Linked DNA regions of Mus musculus: region 1 is linked to region 2. The links are chromatin contacts, called in public ChIA-PET maps. All regions are on one chromosome and are shown on one strand. The core of a region is the stretch at or near the end of the contact, and the rest is flanking DNA. Distances in the headings are between cores, read along the strand shown.

Region 1 (4,322 bases), core at 591-3,090, 150 kb after region 2:
GGCAGTCATCCCTCCTATCCCTAGAAAACTTTTCTTAAGTTGGCTGCTTGCCATGCTTTGGGGTTTTGTGCATTTTGGCTTCTCTCAGAGGCTTTATATGTAATGCATGGAGTGTCCTGAGTTCCACCCTAATTGCTGTGTGCAGGGTAGTTTGGCAGCTGAGTGCAATACAGTGGCTGAGTAATAAATCCACTGGCCTTTACAGCACGTCCATCAGCAAACCACAGGGACCTTGAGCCTGTGTTTTATTCTGGATTGTTTCTCCTTGTTAAATCACCGTTGTTTCAGATGTCAAAACATTGCCATCATAGTCAGCAGCCTTGCCGTGCTGTCCTACATACATAATCACACACTTGCTTTGGCTGCAGCCCTTTTTTGCTGTATAATTGTACACAAAGGCCAGATGTGAGCTATGGCGTAGAGGTGGATGAACTGACCCACCAAAGGCCTTCTAAAAACTATCCTGTTATTCTTGATGACTAGATAGCATTAGTAATTAAAAAAATTCTCTGTGTGTAAATAAAATAAAATGGGTGCTGGAGTGATGGCTCCCAGAGGTCCTGGGTCTGATTCCCAGAATCAACAGAGCAGCTCACAGCTCTATGTAACTCAGTTCCAGTGGATTCGATACCCTCTTCTGGCCTCCTTGGGTACTGCATGCGCATGCTACACAGACATCTGAGTAGGGAAAAATCCATACACATAAAATAATAAAATAAAATTTAAAATTACGGATATATCTTAAAATGAAAGTTTTATCTCTTTTGAGATGAAGTTTTATTACCTTTCCTAGTTCGTCTCTGGTTCTTTGCTCAAATAATCTTCCTACCTGGGATCCCTATAGCTAAGCTTACAGATGCCTGTGTATCGATCAAAGAAATCGTCTTTTTGTTAGAAATTGCCCCTCCTCATACACCCAAACCAAAACAGATGACTGGAGAGATGGCTCAGGGTTGAGAGTGTTCATTGTTCTTCCAGGGGACCTAGGTTCTGTCCCTAGCACTCACATGGCAGCTCACAACCGTCTGTGACCCAGGGGACCCAGTACTCCTTTTCTGGCCTCCATGGGCACCAGGCATGCACATGGTACACATACATACAGTAGTTATATATACATACACATAAAAATAAAATAAAATAATCTTTTTTTTTCTTAAGTAAAAGAAAGAGCCAGGCGTAAGTTGCCTGTTTTAGCCTAAGGTTTTAGAGGTTGTGGGGTTGCCTTCCCGGGGGGGTGGGAGGAGGGCGTTTCGTCTGCACAGGTTTCGTCTGCACAGGTATACCTTTCACATGTTAAACTCTGTGAACTATTTTTTATTTCCACGCACAGCTGCCTGCTCTGGCTTCACCACTTCCCTGTCCCTGACTCAGTCGTCATCCGCACAGTGACCCTTGTGTTCTAGGTAGGGGGTCAGTCACCTTGTGGGTGATGCTGTTGTCCCCATCAGCCTCATGTTTTTGGGCCCAGGGCACATCCCTGGGTTTTGATTTCTAAAACGAGCTGATAATTTCCCACATCCCATTATTGTCTCCCATCTGCAGCCAGCCCTCCGTGAGGTGTGGCTGTAACAACAGGTTAAGTTTTCTAGAGAAGGGAAAGAAGATCAGAGTAAATATTCATGAGTTACTTCGAATTGCAGCTGCACTGAGCTGAACTCTCAAGGCATGTAGAAACCTCTGTGTAAGTTTGCCAGTAATTCCCAAAAAGCTGCTTAAGGGGGCACCAGAATCTCCTGAAGAGTTTCTTTAAAATGTGCACGAAGCCAGGATTGATGGAGAGGGCGCACCATAGAGAATGTAGCCTTTCTCTGTAATGAAAGTGAAACTGCTCAGCAGGTACCCAGTTACTGTTCCTCATTTATTCCATACCGCCCTAGTTTTCTTTCTACTGCAGAGACCACAGAGGAAGGCTACTTACTGGCTTGCTTCCTCTGGCTTGCTCAGCTGTTCTTTTTATATGTAGCACTGCCCTAGTGGGCTGGGCCCTCTCATATTAATTAGCAATCAAGAAAATGTCCCAGAGACGTGTACCACAGAATGCCCACAGGTCAGTTGTGATGGGGGCAACCTCAGTTAAGACTCCTTCAACCCAGGTGGCTCTAGTGTGTGTCAGGCCCTAACCAGTGCACTGATAGAACCTTGGTTCTGTTTGGAGTGGCTTTGCCCAGCTAAGATACTACCTTCTCTGGCTCCCTTGTAGCTAGGAGTGGCCACCTATAAACTCTGGCCTGTAAGCTGAAGACTCCTAGGGGAGCACTCCTTCATAAGTGGACACTCCCCAGCCTTTGTACCCTCTCCCTTCCTGTTTCATGGGCTTTCAGGTAGCAGCCACTGTCTTGTAACCTCAAGTAGATGATGACAGTCACATAGTTCTCAAGTCACTGTACCTTCATGCTACCTGCTTCAAGATTTCTTCTTGTTCCACGAGAAAAATAAACCCCCATCTGCTTAAGCAAATGTTGGTTTTTAATTGCTTGCAGCTGAATGCAATCATAACTGATAAGGTAATGTTTTAATATTTTACAAGGGAGAAATATATTTACATATTGTGTAATTAAAAATGAAAAATAATTTAAATCCCCACAGATTTCTGTGCCCCACATCAGATGCACTGAAATAGAATCTTTGGGCTCAGGATGCACATATCTACATTTTAAACAAACTCTGCAGGCGATTCTGGTATACAAGGAAATGGCAGAATCATTTTCATCCTTGTTAATATTGTGAGTCCCATTTTACAGATGAGATACTGAATCAAGGGAATAAAGCTCCATGCCTATATCCAGGTCAATGCACACATACGTGTGTATGCTTGGAGTAAAGGGCTTAGGGTGAAACCCAGGGTCCTGGGATGCCAGGCATGCATGCTGCTACTGAGGTGCACCCCTTGTGCCCAGTATCCCAGTAACCCCTAAGTGAGGTTTGACTCTGGACCTATCTTGTTCCAAAATATATACCTCCTCACTTCCTTACCCAAGGAAACCTAGCTGCTCAGCATAGTCAAACCGTTTCTGAAGGGATCCTCTAAAGTGGAAGGTCCTGTCTCCGTATAATAGGCTGCTAGCACTGTCCAGGGACCGCATCACTGCCCTGGCTGACCTGGGAATGAGTGCTGCCTGTTCTCATGAGTTCTTGGTTTTCCTTTCTACTTTTGAAACAAAAATGTATTGAAATTTCATTTTCTCCATAGGTTTTCTTGGGTTAGAAATGACTTAGAAATGATTATAAGTCTTATCCAGGTAAGGTAAGTAGGGTAATTGTAGTCTTTAAAAGTGTAGAAAGCATAGAGCCCGTAATTAGTACGCACAGTGTTCATATTAGACCTGACCGGCCATTGAGGAGTGATAGATTTTTAATTAATTAATTAAATCTTGTTTCTCTGTGTAGTCCTGGCTGTCCTGGAACTCACTCTGTAGACCTGGCTGGCCTTGAACTTTCTCCTGCTTCTGCCTTCCCAGTGTTGGGGTTAAAGATGTGTGCCACAACACCTGGCTTACAGTCATTCATATATCATGGATTAATAAATGAACAGTAAAGTACATATTAGGTTCAGGTAGATATGTATGCATTTGAGGTCAGCCTAGTCTATATAGTGAGTTCCAAGTCAGCCAAGGCTTCATAGTGACACTGTCTCGAAAACAAAACAAAATAACTATAATTCCAGGCTCATGGTCATCTTTGCTTTATTTTCATTGGAAGTAAATGATTATTAAAAAAACAGAACAAACAAACAAACAAAAAACCTTAAGTTTCCCCCCCCCTTTTTTTTTTTGACTTGTACCATCACAGAGAGAGGCAGGGAGGGTGGCCCAGGGCAGTGAGGCAGCAACACTTGCCACAGAAAGTTTTCCTGGCACGTTGAGGAGCTCCTTGCAAGAGAATACTGAGAGGGCTATTATCTCAGACAAGTGATGGAATTAGTTGGTGCAGGCCCGCATGAGCCCTTGAGTATTGTTGGCAGGGTCTGGTGGGTATTGCTGGCAGGAGGAGGTGCTCCTGTCTTTTTCTTCCCCTGCCAAGTGTGTAGTTGTGTTGCTATAGATGCCTGGATTCCCCTTTTCATCACTCTTGCAAGTCTTTGATTTGCTGGTTCCCTAGCACCACCTCAACCAATTTGGGGTGGGAGTTGTTAGAAAAATGAGCTAAATAAAGCTTATGCGTTCACAGGTCTGGTGCATTGAAGGTAGCTCAGCAGAATGACTGCCTGATGGGTAGCATATAACAGCCTTGTCTTCTAGGGCCTTGAGAAGAACAGCATGGGCTCAGATCAGAGCATCCAAGTGAGACCCACTCTCCTGCCTTCCCTGAATACAGGCATGGAG
Region 2 (4,002 bases), core at 25-2,524:
TGGCGAACGCCTTTAATCCCAGCACTTGGGAGGCAGAGGCAGGCGGATTTCTGAGTTCAAGGCCAGCCTGGTCTACAGAGTGAGTTCAAGGACGGCCAGGGCTACAGCGAGAAACCCTGTCTCGAAAAACCAAAAACCAAACCAAACCAAAAAAAGTATTGTTAGGGTTACCATACTGCTTCCAAATTCTGGGGAACAGGGTTAAGTTACTGAGAAGGAATTCTGTTTCAGGTCTTACCGAATCCGCATGATAGCAGGGACATGGTTGAGACTGAGGACCTCAGCTGTCCTGCCCCAACTCCTTCCACCCTTCTCTGACTTTATCCTTGCCTCAGGACCTATGAACCTGCTGTTGCCTGAATTTAAGTCAGATCAATCCCACCCTGCCATTACTGCCTGGAAAGGTCACTTAGCCTTGTGCATCCGAACAGGAAGGGCAGCAGCACTAACTCTGTCACCACATTTCTTCAAGACTCGGGAAAGCACCAAGGCTAGACACTGCTTGGCAGTCCCACCTCTCCACTGATCCCCAACCCTCACAGTTTGATGCTTCCTTGGTGTTGTGTATTTGGGGTGGTTTACTTTAAATATTAGGTGATCACTCTGGCAAGGGCTTTGCACATGTGAACCACAACAGAGCGGGTGTTATCCCTATCCACAGATGAGGACATTGGGTCGCCAAAAACTGACATGACTTTACAAGGTTACATAGCAAGAACGTAGTGGACAAATTCTCCAGTCCCTACTTCCTTGACACTAGCTCGCTGGCGCCTGCCTGTCTGCCGGGACAAGCTGTTTTGTGAGATGTCTTCTCTTGCCCTTCTCAGCATGAAGGCCCAGCTGCCAGGACCCTAGGGGAAAATCTCCGACACTGCCTTTCTGGGTCACGGGCTTATTGTGCGCGCTGAGGTTTCTCTACTTGAACACTGAGTCCAGCACAGATCAGATCTCTCAAGAACCCTGAAATCACGTCGCTGAATGTGCCCGCTCCCGCCTCACGCACGCCTCGGCACTTCCCCGGTGTTTCTCCGGCCTCGGTGGTGGCTCCAGTTGTCCCCTCATTTTACAGACAAGAAAAACAAGGAGGGTAGAAAGGGAGACCCCTCCGATCCCGCCCTTACCCTTGTTCTTCTGCGTTCGAGCGATCTCCTTCTCGATCTCCGAGATTTTCTCCAAGATCCCCATAGTTGCAGCTTCGGCGGAGATTCACGCTGCCTATAGCTTACAGCGCTGAGCGCTCACGTCTAATGCCGGAAGCAAAGCAGTCAGAACCAGGAAGCGCACCAAGAATGGAGTCCTCCCGAGCTCCCGGTGCTACGAGATTCGGAGTCCGGGCACACCACGTGGAGAGCAGATACCATCCGTTCCTACCTCGTCCAGCTGCGATGAGCATCCGGGTCTTGACTTTGGTTCGTTAGGACCAGACCCCAAACTGCTTTGAGTTTGCAAAGCAGAGGGGGAATCTCTTTTCTCTTTGATAGTGACAGAAAAGGAGATGGGCAGAAAGTCTTAAGGCTCCCATTTTGTAAAGGCAGTAAAAGAGTCTTGGGGTCTAGCCTGCTGGAGTAACCTTTAATCCCAGTACTCAGGAGGCAGGAGCAGGAGGATTGCTGCGAATTTGAAGTCAGCTGGGTTGCACAGCTAGTATCAGTGTCAGATAGGAAAGCAAACGAAAAGTTCAAAACTGGGCTCAGCCGTTAAGAGCACTTAATGCCAGCTTTAATGTGGGGTATTGTTTTTTTGTTTTTTTAATTTTTAAATTAGATGTATTCATTTTATGTGTGTTTTGCTTGCATATATGTATGTACACCATGTGCATGTGCCAGTGGAGCTCAGAACAGGGCACCAGATCTCCTAAAAGTATAGTTTCAGACGGTGGTGAACAACCACGTGGGTTCTGGGAATCGAACATGTCTGTTTCAAGAACAAAGTGCATGGGGTCACCAGTCTCGCTTGCATTGCAGTTTCCGAATAGGTATTGCAAATTACAGCTGTTAAATGACAGTGCCAAGATAGAATGAAGCTCTGGCTGTGAACTCCAAGTCTACACACCCTCATGGTAATGCAGTAGATGTGTATGCTGTTTCTGCAAGGTAGTACGATTTAAGTGTGGTAGGTTTATATGATGTTTTGAGTGGGTATCAAAAGGTGATGGAGCATTTTGGAAGCTGGGGTGGTCAATGCAGATGAGAAGGCCTGAGAAGCCCAGGCCCAAGTCCTCAGGTCCCTTCTGCCTCAAATTTCCTTTTAAAAAACAATTAGCATTCAAAATAATGGGTTATAACATTTTAAAAGATGTTTTATTTTCCATGTATAAGTGTTTTGCCTACATGTATGTGTATACCACATGCATGTCTTCCTTGTTGCCTGCAGAGGTCAGAAGAGGGCATCAGATTGCCTGGATCTGGAGGGATGCTTGTGTCCCACCATAGGGGTCCAGAGTCAAACCTGTGCCCTCTGCAAGTACAAGTGCTCTTAAGCACTGGGCCATCTCTAGCCCCATAACATTTCCATTCATATACCTGTATCTTGCACTTCTTTTATTCCCTATCCCCACCCCTTCCATCAACTCCTTCCTAATATGGCTGTTGGAATCTTTTACCACCACCTTGTAACCCCAGAAGTAAGCTCACTTTGACTTTACAGTTGGGGGAAATGGCTCAATTTCCAAGAATGCTAACATCTTCTCTGCTGTCTGCTTCATGATCCCATGGTCCTTAATTTTTTTGTTTTGTTTTTGCTGCCTGCCCGAGAATTGGGCCTACCTCAAGATCAAGGAAAAGGCAGCTAGCCTTTCCTTCAAGGAAGATCCGACTCCTCCAAACCTAAGTCTTGGAAGCCAGCTGTGAGCTCCACTGTCCATGCAGATCTGTGGAGATGGGGCTGGTTTGCACAGGGAGAGGTCACTATGCTCTATGTACATATTTAACTTGTCCATCAAAAGATACTTCAGCAAGGTCAAAGACACTGGAGAAAACCACAGAGGACACAGAGAGTTAATGTTCAGAATACAGTAAGGCCCATGACTCAACAACACAACAACCCCATTCTGCTGAGTTACTGATGTAACCCAAACATAACACAGTGATTGACGTGTGTTTAGTGCTTAGAAGAACCTGCCAAATCAGGAGCCTTAGGACAGTACGTGGTGTAGAAAGAGCCCTATCCCTTCTCCCAGAGCTTCCAGTTCTAGATGGGATGGATTCTAATCACACATAAGACAAGGACTACAGACTAGTGATGCCCAGTGCTACTCTCTGTATGCTAGGGATGAATATATGTGTGTGTGTGTGTGTGTGTGTGTGTGTGTGTGTGTGTGTGTGTGTGTGTGTGTGTGTGTGTGTGTAGGCCAGAGGCTAACATCTGATGTCTTTCTCTCTCTTTGCCTTTAAGATTTTTTTGATTACATTTTATTTATTTTGTGGTGAAGTATGGTTGTGTGGAGGTTAAAGACCAATTTTTGGGAGTCTGCTTTCTCCTTCTACCATGTAGGTTCTGGAGCTCCAACTGGGATGGTCAGACTTGGTGGCAAGTATCTGTTATTTATCCAAATACTAAAAATTGTATCCCAAGAAAATGGTTGTCCCAAGACAAATTCCTATGTTCAACAGCCTTTGTTGTGCAAATCTTGCTCCCCAATTTAAAACTATCTGTTAAATAAAATGGCTATAGCCAATTACTGGGGAGAATAGAGAGAGGTGGAGTTTGAATTACCAGGCTGGGGTCACAGGTAGGGGCCACAATGGAGAAGCGAGGAAGGAGACAGAGAGAGGATGAAGTTGTCAGGAGAGGAGATGGATCATGAGCTTGTGGCTAGGAGAAATGGACCCTGAAAATAACCAGCAAGTTACAAGGGACATACAGCTGGGAGGTAAGTTAGAATACTTCAAATTCTACCCAACCTAGGCTTACAGCTTTTAAAATAATATACCAGGAGTCTGTGTCTTTTATGTGGGCTAGCTAGAATAAATAATTCATTTTACAGCTTGCTGTACCAGGCAA

What was found. ChIA-PET counts read pairs in DNA pulled down with a chosen protein or histone mark.
Region 1: a contact with region 2 is called in an RNA polymerase II ChIA-PET map of memory CD8 T cells, with 16 read pairs. The contact joins the enhancer-like site here to the promoter of Drg2 in region 2. A contact is called at or near these places in 6 of 484 Hi-C or Micro-C datasets (the G1E-ER4 cell line and embryonic stem cells), 3 of 115 datasets of contacts at active chromatin or transcription factors (effector CD8 T cells, embryonic stem cells and memory CD8 T cells) and 2 of 9 other capture datasets (adipose tissue and pancreatic islet).

Annotation. Positions count from the first base shown.
Region 1 is chr11:60,303,334-60,307,655 of GRCm38.p6, reverse strand. The region is part of intron 1 of Tom1l2 (target of myb1-like 2 (chicken)); the gene reads left to right. Among named protein-coding and RNA genes, the nearest start is that of Gm38501, 47 kb to the right of the region's middle. Within about 2 kb of position 1,840, at least 95 of the 459 cell types and tissues checked have an H3K27ac peak or open chromatin away from gene starts, as enhancers often do. A contact at or near this core is called in adipose tissue, memory CD8 T cells and pancreatic islet, where this site is marked.
Region 2 is chr11:60,451,863-60,455,864 of GRCm38.p6, reverse strand. Drg2 (developmentally regulated GTP binding protein 2) reads right to left here and starts at 1,274. Exons shown (of 13, transcript NM_021354.2): 1 at 1,122-1,274. The coding sequence starts at 1,185.